2 separate regions of the Mus musculus genome follow, and region 1 is linked to region 2. Evidence: chromatin contacts called from public promoter capture Hi-C data. All regions are on one chromosome and are shown on one strand. Each heading gives the region's core, a stretch centred on a gene start, on an enhancer-like site or on the middle of the called end of the contact. The rest is flanking DNA. Distances are from core to core; before and after follow the strand shown. Region 1 holds the start of 8430419K02Rik (a long non-coding RNA gene). Region 2 holds the start of Sec61g (SEC61, gamma subunit).

Region 1 (5,947 bases), core at 927-3,426, 2.4 Mb after region 2:
CCCAATGCCTGCGGGGACTGGGAGAGGTTAGAGCCTCGGGTCTTCAGGTGAATTCGGAGAACCTGTCACTTTTAGGGTGGTGGAAGAGAAAAGTGCTGAGGTGTGAGGGAGGCCTAGGCAGAAAAGCAAGAAAGGGAGGAGAGAAGGGGAGCCAGAGAGTTGGCCATCCTGTCTTTCAGTCATGTCTCCAACCCAGAGAAAGCAGACAGTGGGATCCTGAACTCTCCGGTACACTCTGCCTGAAGCTAGGGTGCCAAGCCAGAAAAACGACGCCGGGGAGAGGACCCGTAGGTGTATGAAGCAGGTGACTCTACTCTCTGCTTTCCTAATGGGCTAGGACCTGGGAGTAGTTTTCCTCCCAGAGAATAAAGTCACTGGTCCTAATGAACACAGTGTGGGGTAGAGGTGGTCAGGGCTAGGAATTATACAGTTGATCAAAGGAAGACTGGATTAAAACTAAATCCAGAGTTTCAGAGTCGGAATTCCCTGAGGTGGACTGAGCGCGTGAGCAGCACAGGAGTTACTTCTTCACCAGCTAAACCAAGCCCCTAAAAGTGCCTCCCATCTCCCTATTAAAACCCTAGGGTATCATTTTTAGGGCAAAGACTCTACAACGCAAACGTCTAGCGGATTGCCCAATATATTGTTTGTGTTTTCTTTCAGTTCCGCCTTGGAAGAGAATGTTTTAAACTTTTTGGGGGGGCGGCGGGAGGCTGGTTCGATGTGAAAGAGAACCCTACCCTTCCCATTATTTCTTGGCTTCAGTCTCCCAGGAAGACCCCCAACTCTCCCGCCCAGATCTTTTCCCCCAACCAGAGAGCTCTTAGCCTCTAATGCTGCGTCTACCCTTGATGGTATGGTTTGCCAAAGGGCCAGGGGGTGCTGGGTAGCACAGAAGAGACCAGGAAAAATGATGACTCAAACTGGGCGCCCCACACACAAACCCACACCTCCCTGCTTACGGTCCAAACACCCGTTGAGAACCTATATCACCAATTTCTGCTTTAACTGCCTTCCCAAGGGCCGAGGGCCTGTGGGATCCAAAGTGGGGGAAGTTTCTAGGACTTTTAAGGAAACTTGAAGGAGCTTCTGCCCAACACACTGTGACACTATTCTTCTCCATTCTACCGGAGTGCTATACACTCTGGAAGCTCACCCTCTTGCCCAGCCTGACTGTTCAAGGCAGCCTCCAGGGCCCAAGCTCTCACCGACATGCTCCCATGAGCGCCCTGGGATTCGGAAGCCGGGGCTCCGTCTGGAAAAGTCCTGTGAAAGCATTCTGGCAACTACAAACCACTCTGAGGGGTTCCAATTGACGGAGCCCAGAGTGAGCCGAAGAAGTCTTTGAATATGCTTTTGCGCTAACTCATGGACACCCAGGCTACCGAGACAGTTAATTCTTCTTAACTTTGACTTTCAGATGGCGGAGGTGGGGATGGGGGCAAGCATAGGACTCTTCTGCAGACCCCGAGTACCTCGGAGTAGTGTGGGATCACAACTGAGACCCACCCGCCCACGTACCAGCTCCAGCCCCAGCCCCAGCCCCGATGTCGTGCAGAGGGAAACTAAAGGGAGTCTGAGACGCGGCTGGAGCTGGGTGAGCCGGCCGCGGCGGTCTCATTAGAGACATCTCAAAACTCCTCTCAGCCCACCCCCAACACCCCCCTCCCGCCTACACAGGGGGAGCTGAAAGCATCACTGAAGGCTCGGAATTCCAGCGTAAAAGAGCAGTTTTCCCCTTTCACAACGTTCGGACTTTGTCCCTGGAGTTACTCAGTATGCGCTTCTGCCCGGAATGCGATCCCCATACCCAGATCCATCTTCTCTAGGCCCGCTAGGACCCGGCACCCCAACTGCTGTCCTTGTCGTTTGGTCTCCCCAGGGCTCCACCTAGCACGCCTCTCCCCGCGGTAAAACTCGTGGGCCGGGTTCCCCGAGAGGAGACAGCCTCCAAAGGAACTCCTAATACCATCCATACAGCTTTAATGCGCTTATAATTCGATAAGTGATTTCAATTTGAAATTGTTAGTAACTAATTTTATGGGTAATTTTTCCACATCAAATATTTAAGCATCAGATTAAGGGCGCCAGTTCCGACGCATGATCATAAGGGGGTTTCTTCCCCCCCCCTCCCCCCCGCCCCCTCAAAACACACTGCCGCGCTCCGCCTCCCTCCGGTCTCCTACTGCGTCGTTTTTCCAAATCCCCAAAAGGTGGCAGTAGAAGACGACTTTCCTCTTTTCCTGCGGCTCAAAAGAAAGGACAGGGGTGAGGGGCTGGGGGGGGGGGGGAGCGGCGGGGGGAGGGGTGGGGCGAGAAGAGGGCCAGGAGGGACTGGACGGTGCCAGGACTTTGCAAGCTGAGCCTTTAACACGTTTCCACCACCGCGCTAGCGAGAGCAGTGGCGAATTTCCTGGAGACGTCTCGGGCCACGGCGGCGCGCCCGGCGGCCCTGGGGTCGGGGTGCGGGCGACTCGGCACATTTGCACTCAACCCTCAGCCTCGTACAAAAGCGGGAGACGCAGAGAGGGACCCACCGGCTTCTTTCCATTTCTTTGTAGTTTAATATTGTCAATACTGTACAACCAACCTTGGCTCCTCGAGGCCGGGCTCTTCGAACACATAAGTCGGGGGGGGGGGCTGTTAATGGGGGGGAACTGGGGAGGGTGGAGGGAAACTAGGGGCGCAGCGGATGAATTGCAGACCAGTTGCCAAACTTTTTCCCCCTGCTGCCGCTGCTGCGGCTGCCGTGGCTGCAGCCTTTGCTTTGAATGTGTGTAACTAGGAAACAGCAAGCCGTCTGAGAAGACGGAATTTCCAACGTGTAAAATGTTCTTAACGGAACCATTGAGCGAGTGCAATAAGGCGTGAGGGGGAACTAATCTTCCCATTTAAATGTTTGTGGCAATTTTATCTAAATGAATTTTAATGCTAAACGAGGGTAATTCCCCATTTGTAGCGCGTTTGCTTCTTTCCTGTGCTTCTAAAGCAGTCGAACATCGTGCAATGAACAATAACAATAAAAATACTTCCAAGGCATATTATTCATTTTGAATGTGTTATAATTACATTTGATTAAATATGATCGGGTAACATTTTTAAATTTTTTGTAAAAGAAACTTAGTCATACTAGTCTCATTCAGCCAGCGGACTCCCCCCACCCCCCCACCCCCACCCCCAAAAAAGAAGCCTGTATAATTGTGTGCCCTGTTTAGGGGAGGGCGTTTTGTTTTTGTCCTTTAAGAAACATCAAAACCACTCTCCACACCTCTATTATTTTCCTCCTTCCGATAAGTGTCGTCAATAACCTCAAAGCTGGCTCTGAAATTTACAAGAGGAAAAGCTAAAACAGAATTAAACGGGAGGGTGTCAGGGGCAGGAACAGAGAGACCTGAGGAGCAAGGCTCGCACAATCCTCACTCCGAGGGGGGAAACCATGGCACAAAAGCTTGCTTTATTTTTTTCTAATTCCTAGACATTAATGATCATGATTCTTTTTAATCTCCACATTCCCCAGCCCCCCTTTGCTTGCGCTCACTCTTCCCCTCCACCCCCAGCCTCTCCCCCTGTTCTTTTCACCACCCTCTCCTTTCCCCCTCCTCCCCCCTCCCCGGCTTTCTCCCCACCCCGCCCCCTCCTACCCCAACTAGGCTAGAGCCTCCAGGATAATAAAGGCTGACTCACCGGGCTTGTACTGGGGAGGCAGAAGTAAAAGGACGGTTAGTTTATAAAGTTTATTATTATTTTTAAAAGTAAATAAATGGTTGTTAACTGCAACTAACCACCCATCAAAGAAAATGATTTCACTAATATGGACTCTTATGCAGTCGTAGAATTGTCTCGGGGCCAAAATAGGAAAGTTAAACAGTCCCATCTTTGGGGGGGCGAGCAGGGCGAGGTGGGCAACAGCTCTGAGACCAGGCTGCAACCTCTCTCACGTTCTCTCTCTCTCTCTCTCTCTCTCTCTCTCTCTCTCTCTCTCTCTCTCTCTCTCTCTCTCTCTCTCTCTCTCTCTCTCTCTCTCTCTCTCTCTCTCTCTTCTCCCTCCCTCCCCCACCCCCTCTCTCTTCTGCACACCCACGTGTCAGAAACAAGGCCCCATAAACAAAAGGTGAGAGTGCACACCTCTGCTCCTGCAGGTGAGGCAGTGACTCACCATTACCATTACTGAGTAGAGCCAACCCACAGCTGGTTTCTCTTTCCAAATAGAAAACAGGATTGCTGTGGGCAGTTTATAAGGTGACAAGGGTCTGAATGTCAGGCTAGAGTTTAAGGCTTCTGACTCATCCTTTGTTCCCAAAGCAACCAAAAGGCTGTTTTCTTAAAAAATTAATTTGCCTTCATTAAAATATTTGGATATTTCCCTTAGCTTTATGAAGCACTTTTTAGAGCAGCGATTTTATTTAAGTGAAATTATAAGCTATTGCAGCTTAAACATGTTATTTTGAACCATTTAGCTGGCTGCCATGCAGAAATTCTGTACAGCTGTTCTGGAAAATTGGTTAATAACCAGTTTTATCCAATGAGAACATAGAGCATATTTATAAAAATTAGATTTTGAAGTCTGGTCTCTTCAATTTTATATAGTTAATTTCTTAATAAACATGTACTGCTGGCCCTAGATAACATCCCTGGCAAAAGGCTGACTGTGGGCTTCAGCTCTGTCACAGCAGGATTTTACTGATCATGTAGGCGACTAATACTGAATGAAGTCTGAGGCTACAGCTAGCTTAGTGACTTTAACCCTTAATTTTGTTGGTATTACCAATTCGTTAAGTCATCTTAATCCAGTAGTTATTGTTAAATAATTTACTCAGTGGTTACAATTTTCAAATACATATGGCCCAGGGAGCTAATTGTTTGTTATCATTAAAAATGCTGTACTAATCATTAAAAGTTTGAGGGACACATCTTGTAAGCAGTAAAGTCAGAATGACAAAAAATAACCTTTTCATTCTGGAGTCTGACGTCATGACTGCACTCAATGACTGAAGCTGGACCTGGAGTTTGCATACTTTTAAATGCTAAGATAGGACACAGTGTGCCATGACTGTTATTAATAATTAGCTCCTTGTTTTCTTGATAGAAAAAGGCTATTGACAAGCATTTTTTATCCACAACAAAAAGTATAATTAGCGTACCCCACTCAGTTAACCTTATATGCATGCCACCTTGCACTAATCTGCTACTTTCACAAAAAAAAAAACAAAATAAATGCAATAATACAGTTCATCTTTCCAGTCCTTTTTGCACAAAATTTATTTACAATGTCTACATAAATGCTCCAAGGTGGGACTATGGAAAAATACACACATGACCAATGCTTTGCTGAGAAACAAAGTCAACATATTAAAAAATAAATCTTCAGTCTATGTTTTTTGAGCTGCATAAAACAGGAAGTGATGTATAAGGTGATGGTTGTTGTTGCATGGGGACGATGATGCTTGATGTGACAGTTAGGCTTCTAAACACACACGGCCTTTGGGTTTCCATGCCTCCTCCTACCAGTCTCCTTAAGACACTGCCTGCAACAGCTGATTAATCATTGTTGGTGACTGCAGTTTTTCCCATCCTTCCCGATTTACATCTGTTCAGGCCAATTCAAATATGGTGAGTAAATGAATTAGACATGCAAATTCAAGCCCCAGGCTAGAAAGAGGGAGAGGGAGGAGAAGAGAGAGAGAGAGAGAGAGAGAGAGAGAGAGAGAGAGAGAGAGAGAGAGAGAGAGAGCGCACGCACATGGCTGAAATCCTAGGCAAGAAGAAAGATTCTTCTGCCTGATAGTTATTTTAATGCTCTAAAAATCCTGCAAATCAGACCTTCCTGTCCCTTGCAGGATAACTGTAAGGCTTTTTAATGTAAGGAGGCTTCTGGAGGAAGTGAACAGCTATGGAAACAACACACATAGTGTGGAAAAATTTCACATTTTTTTTAAAAAATCTATAA
Region 2 (6,206 bases), core at 2,264-4,763:
TAATAATATAAATGTTGACTTATGGGTTTTTAAATCCCATACTATGCTGATATGTAGAGGGAACAGAAACAGAAATGAGTTCATCAAAAAACACCATAAGTATTTATTCTTCAGTGACAAAAACACAAAAAGAAAAAGAAAAAAAAAAAGAATTGAAGTCAACCGAAGTAGTGGTTCGCAATATTTTTTAAACTGTAACATTGATTAAACAATAAAGCTATAGCTTTTGGGTATAGTATAGACAACTAATTGTCTTTAGTACCATGGTAAAATAAAACATAAGAACTGCAAATTCACATTAAGAAGAGCAGTTTTTCAGAAAGATTTCAACTCTGGTGTATTTCAGTCCTATTCTATCTCCTAAGGACACGTTCTCTGACCACCTCACCTAGTTCAACTAGTATGCGATACCCAGATCTCCTCATTCTCTTCCTTCATACCTCCACCAAGGCAGAATTAAAATGATTACTGTAATGATTGGATGGCCTTCCCTGACAGACCCCAGCTGCGTGAGAATAAGGGTCAGTATCAATTATTGTATTTACATAATCAATGTGTGCTGGCTAGTTTTATATCAACTTGAAATAAGCTAGTCATTTGAGAGAAAAAACCCAACTGAAAAATGCTTAACATCCAGCTGTAGTCAGACAAGCCTGTAGGGCATTTTCTCAATTCATGATTGTGGAGAGAGGACCCAGCCCATTGTGGTACGCCCTGGGTTCTATAAGAAAGTAGGCTGAACAAACCGTGAGGAGCAAGCAAATAAACAGCATTCCTCCATGGCCTCTGCATCAGCTCCTGCTTCTAGGTTCCTGTCCAGATTCAGTTTCTCCCTTGGCTTCCTTCAGTGGACCGGGATTCAAGATACATAAGCCAAATAAACCCATTCACCTCCAAATAGCCTTTGGTCATGGTTGTTCATCGCAGAGAACTAACCCTAAGAGAGTATGTGACTCTATTATAAGAGTCTGCCTTAAATTCTAACCCAACCAATTCACAAATTAAAGTAGACAAATCTAGCACACCTATGAAACTTTGACATAAGAAAGTATCGTTACTTTGTAGGGTATAATAACTACTGCATTAACTTCATGTTGAGGTTTTATTGACTCGCGAGCAGAGCAGGGAAGCTGACCAAGTTTTCACACACTAGAAATATGGAAGGCACTACACTACAACTAACTTAAATATGGTATGTATGATAAGGCCTGAATAATCTCATATCATAAAGAAAAGCTTTAAGCAGCTTGCTAAGAAGGACATAAAGACAGGGCCACGATAGTGGCAGCAGTGCAATGTTCCTTTTAACAGTGTGCTAAGCAAGCGCTCCATCATTGAGCTGACTTCCAGGCCTGCAGAGATTTAGTGTTTTATCTCACTCTCAAGACCAAGATAGTATTACCTTTTCTGTCGGGTTTGGTGCATCTTTTAACCAGCCGAATTGAGTCCTTTACAAACTGCCGGCTGGGCTCCACAAACTGCATTACCTGATCCATGTTTGTCTGTTTAAAAAATAAAAGCAAAAACAACACACTCAGTAGTATTCTCTCACATATTAGGACTTATTGAGTTATACACAGAGGCAGCACAGTCCTGAATTCAATTCATAAAGAAAAAAGCTCTTCCAAGTTCATAAAGAAAAAAGTTCTTCCAAGCCTAAATTTAGAGTGGTTTTATGATATACAAGAAAGCACGAGACTCAAACAAGCGAGCACTGATCTTACCAATGTTGTTATCCTCCCTGGCAAAGGATCATACACTCATTAAAGGATTCTCTCATTACAAGATTAAGCAATAACAGCCCCCTTTCCTATCAACTACATTCATCTAACTATTCCGGCTAAGAAACCAAAAAATAGTTACGCTTAATACTACTTTTTAAAGTTCAAACTATTGAAAACTTAGGATCTACTACAACAAGTTCCAACTATGGTGTAACAAGAGCCTAAAATGGAGGCAAGAGTACACTCCAATCAAGTTGCTGGAAGTCATGCCCATATAATATATTTAAGTAAAAGTAGATTTCTTGGGGTGGGCAGACAGATGAATATTCCAAACAACAAAAATTGGCAAGATTCAGATTCTGCAAAGCCTTCAGCTAAATGTTTAGGTTTGAATATTTTGAGGTTCTTTTGAAACTCTATTAAGAATACAACGACTCTGAGAGCCACTGGTAACGGAGCCACAGTATTTGTACTCCATTTCCAGGTCTTAGAAGTCAGATGATAATTACACTCTCTAGCTAGAAAATAGAAGCCCTGCTGGGTCCCAGTTTTAAGCCGTGAACAGTGGACAAATAGCTGAACCACTTAAGGTACACACTAAGAAATCAATTCACAGCCTGATACAGAAAGCAAAGGGACGCCTGTTTTCTCGGTGTTTCATTTAGCTGTTCTTCAAATCCAACAGCCCTAAAACCACTAGACCAACCACTGCACTCGCTGTTAGAGGAGAGCACGAGTCCACTAAGACTTCTCGATGCTGACTACTGATCAAACACTTTTACTTTAAATTTCGACACCTGAACACAACTTCACAAGAGGTTCAAAGCATCAGGCTCTGGAAGCCACAAGAGACAATGAGTTCACCAACAGTGTGAGGATGTTCAGGCAGGGGATGTTCAGGGAGAAGGCTGAACCCTAGATCCAGACGCTAAGCTCTGAGTTCGTGAACTTTTGGAAACCCTCCTCCTTAGAGGTCTTGACTGGCTAATTCCATCTGAGGCTACGTAGGTAGAACCTGTGCCTGGATTTTGCCCTTTTCATAAATGAATGGCTCTCTGTCCACCTGTCCATCAGCGACCCGGCTCAGCCAACTTGTCCACAGTTCTGCAGCTTCCAGGTCCAGCTCCTGGCCTCCAGGCTTATCAAGGACGTCCTCGTGACCCCAGCCCGTGGCCCCTTCGCCGCCCCTTTCCCCGGGGGTTCCTTTGATCTCCACGACCCCCAGGCCCGCTCATCTCGCGCCCACTTAGATCCCGGCCCCAATCATCCCACCGGACGCTCGTACCTCCAGTTTCTTCACCTCCCCTGGTCCCTCCGTGTCCCTGGCCTCCCATCCCGCGGCCCCTTTGTGCCATGAACCCTAGACCAGCTTTCCCCTACCTACCACTCATGAGAAAATCCTTACTTACTGGATGGCGGATTGAGAGCGTAGAGACACGTAGCTCAGGAGAGAACCGAGCCCAACGGAACCGGAAGCTGGCAACCCACAGCCCGCCCATTCCTCCTTTCAATTGGCTCTTCACGCAGAGACGTCACTACGCCGGCGCAGTGCTACGTGTGTTTCTCCCGGCTTCCCGAGCAGAGGCCGACCTGAGCGATTCGGGTCTCTCCAGCTGAACGGGCGGGCGGTGTGGGATCTTGGTTCCCGATTGTTCGCCTCCCGGTCTCGGGCGCAGCCTCTCCAGCAGCCTCTCCAGCAGCCTCAACGTAAATCCACGAAGTGTCGCTAGTTAGTTAGTGAGTGAGTGTCTGCGCTACAGCTATGAGTCTCCCCGCTGCGCATGCAAATAATGTCACTGATCAAAAATGAAACAAACATCTCAGTATGAACGACCTAATTCAAACTATTCTCCATTCCCGGAAAATGACTTTCTGCTTATTATTCATGGGAATATAGAGGGAATTAAGACCGCCTACCTAGAACTTTCTTGTCCCCAATGAGGAATTAGATGTACTGCTGGTACTAACAGTCTCTGAGTGCAATACATTTGACATTTCTGAGTTAAGATTTGTTGCTTGGATAATCTTGATTGGCTCTATCAGTAGGCTTTGAAGAGTTTTTACTTCATTTCACGTGCAACCTCGGGCAAGTACTGTGAAACAGATTACAATACTTTGCTTTCATATGGAGCACAAACCATAATTCTACCATTAGTATCTAAAAGACCTATAAAAATTTTCTTCCAATCACTAAAAAAGATACAGCAGGTTTGCAAGTGTCATGAAGCACTACCTTGAAACATTAGTTCTTTGCTATTTGAAGGAGTTGTTTTTGTATATTCAAAATGAGCAATTAGAGTTTCTTTTTTTAACTCAGCTTGCAGCCATATATTGGGAAGTGACAACTGTCAATCTGGCATAACTTGGCCTTTGGATATAAAAGGGGTTAATGCAGCTACTGTATTATAACATTCTTATGTTTTTCGTGGTTGTTTCAGTATAAGTACGCATCTATAAATCTATCACTTGAGAATAGGAGGTGTGTAGATGTTCCAGGTCACCCTTAGCTACATAGAAATTTGAAGGACAGCTTGGGTTATATGAAAAACGTCTCAAAACAAAACAAATATATATATACACATTCAAGCCCAGGATTAAACACTGCAAAAAGATAAAACAGGAGAGTGATTCATATATTAATGATGTTTAAAGAAACACAGAATCCATAAGAATTCAGGAGAAGTGGAACTGAGTAAAACAAAAAAATATGATTTTTAAAACCACTAAAACAGGGCAGCTAAATATAGGTGACAAACTTCTAGCATACTGTGAAGGATTATCCAAATTAGGTTACTTACTGGCTGGGTTTTTGTGTCAACTTGACACAGCTGGAGTAATCACAGAGAAAGGAGCTTCAGTTGAGGAAATGCCTCCATGAGATCCAGCTGTGGGGTATTTTCTCAATTAGTGATCAAGGGGGAAAGGCCCCTTGTGGGAGGTGTCATCTCTGGGCTGGTAGTCTTGTGTTCTATGAGAAAGCAAGCTGAGCAAGCCAGGGGAAGCAAATCAATAAGAATGATTGGCCTCTCCATGGCCTCTGCATCAGCTCCTGCTCCCTGACCTGCTTGAGTTCCAGTCCTGACTTCTTCAGTGATGAACAACAGTATGGAAGTGCAAGCTGATTAAACCCTTTCCTCCCCAACTTGCTTCGTGGTCATGATGTTTGTGCAGCAATAGAAACCCTGACTAAAGCTGGGCATGGTGGCGCACGTCTTTAATCCCAGCACTCGGGAGGCAGAGGCAGGCGGATTTCTGAGTTCGAGGCCAGCCTGGTCTACAAAGTGAGCTCCAGGACAGCCAGAGCTATAAAGAGAAACCCTGTCTCAAAAAACCAAAAAAAAAAAAAAAAAAAGAAACCCTGACTAAGACAGTTACCCTCCCACCTAGTAACCCAGGTTACCCTGAGAGTTCATCCTGTCCTTTTCCAGAGTCTATGTGTGCATTTTTCCTAGGATCCTGTGTATGCATTGCTTTGCATCTGTGTGACAGTTCCCTGTGTAAACTTTGGTTGGTTCTCACCAGGTTTTCAGCCCAGTGAATGCCATGTGACTCTGTCTCCTTTTCTTTTAGACAGTTCTGGTAGTATTCTTCTATTCTTCTGCTCAGGTTTCAATGATTCACACGGTTGTTCTGAGTTCCACAGGTGGCCGCAGGCTGAGGAGCCACTGATATAAGTCTTATGAAATGATATCTTGTTTCTGACCTGTGGGTTGCCTACTACCTCTTACTCAGTAAACTTACTCAAAGAGGAGGGATTTCCTGTATTTACTTCTCATTTGCCCCCATATTTATGTGATTGTTGTTATTGCTTACTTGCTTGCTTATTTGTGGTGTTAGGGGTTGAACCCAGAGCTGTGTGCATGCTAGACAATTAGTATAACACTGAGCTACAACGTATCCTAAGACACATTTTAGAAATTTCTCCTACCTAATATTATGTACTTTGACAACATCATATTTTTTTCTCTTCCAGTAACGAGTTTACTAGCTTCAGTGAGATCAAGTTTACTAGATTCCATATGAGAGATTGTATTAAACTTGCCACACTCCAGGGTCTTCAGTGTTTTCCCATGTGATAGAATTTTACTCTTTATGAATGTAATTCTATTGTACATTCATATCATATTTTACAACCATTCTTCTGTTGGTAGATACTTTGGGTGACTCCATATCTTTGCTGCCACAAGAAGAGCTGTATAAGCATGAAAGCACAGACGTGGTGTTTTTTGGAATTCTGTTGAGTATATACCCAGCAATAGGGTGAAAAACAAAACAAAACATAGACAGCATCAAGTTTCCACAAGGATGCAAGGTTAAAGGGGATCACTTTGCTTGTAGGAAGATAAATGATAAAGCCACTTTGGGAGACAAACTGGAAATTCCTTACCAAAGGTACCCATAATCCTTGTCTTAGCTAAGTTCTCTATTGCTGTGTTTACATCACGCCCGAAAGCAACTTAAGGAGGGAAGGGATCTATGTCA

What was found. Capture Hi-C pulls out chosen DNA fragments and counts their contacts.
Region 1: a promoter capture Hi-C map of liver shows a contact between it and region 2, with 4 times the contacts expected there. The contact joins the promoter of 8430419K02Rik here to the promoter of Sec61g in region 2. A contact is called at or near these places in 1 of 39 promoter capture datasets (pre-B cells) and 1 of 9 other capture datasets (liver).

The regions. Positions count from the first base shown.
Region 1 is chr11:18,875,434-18,881,380 of GRCm38.p6, forward strand. It overlaps 8430419K02Rik (a long non-coding RNA gene), which reads right to left and starts at 2,177. Exons shown (of 4, transcript XR_003949854.1): 1 at 1-2,177. It overlaps Meis1 (Meis homeobox 1), which reads right to left. Exons shown (of 12, transcript NM_010789.3): 12 at 4,995-5,947.
Region 2 is chr11:16,504,971-16,511,176 of GRCm38.p6, forward strand. It overlaps Sec61g (SEC61, gamma subunit), which reads right to left and starts at 3,514. Exons shown (of 4, transcript NM_011343.3): 1 at 3,134-3,514; 2 at 1,403-1,502. The coding sequence starts at 3,223.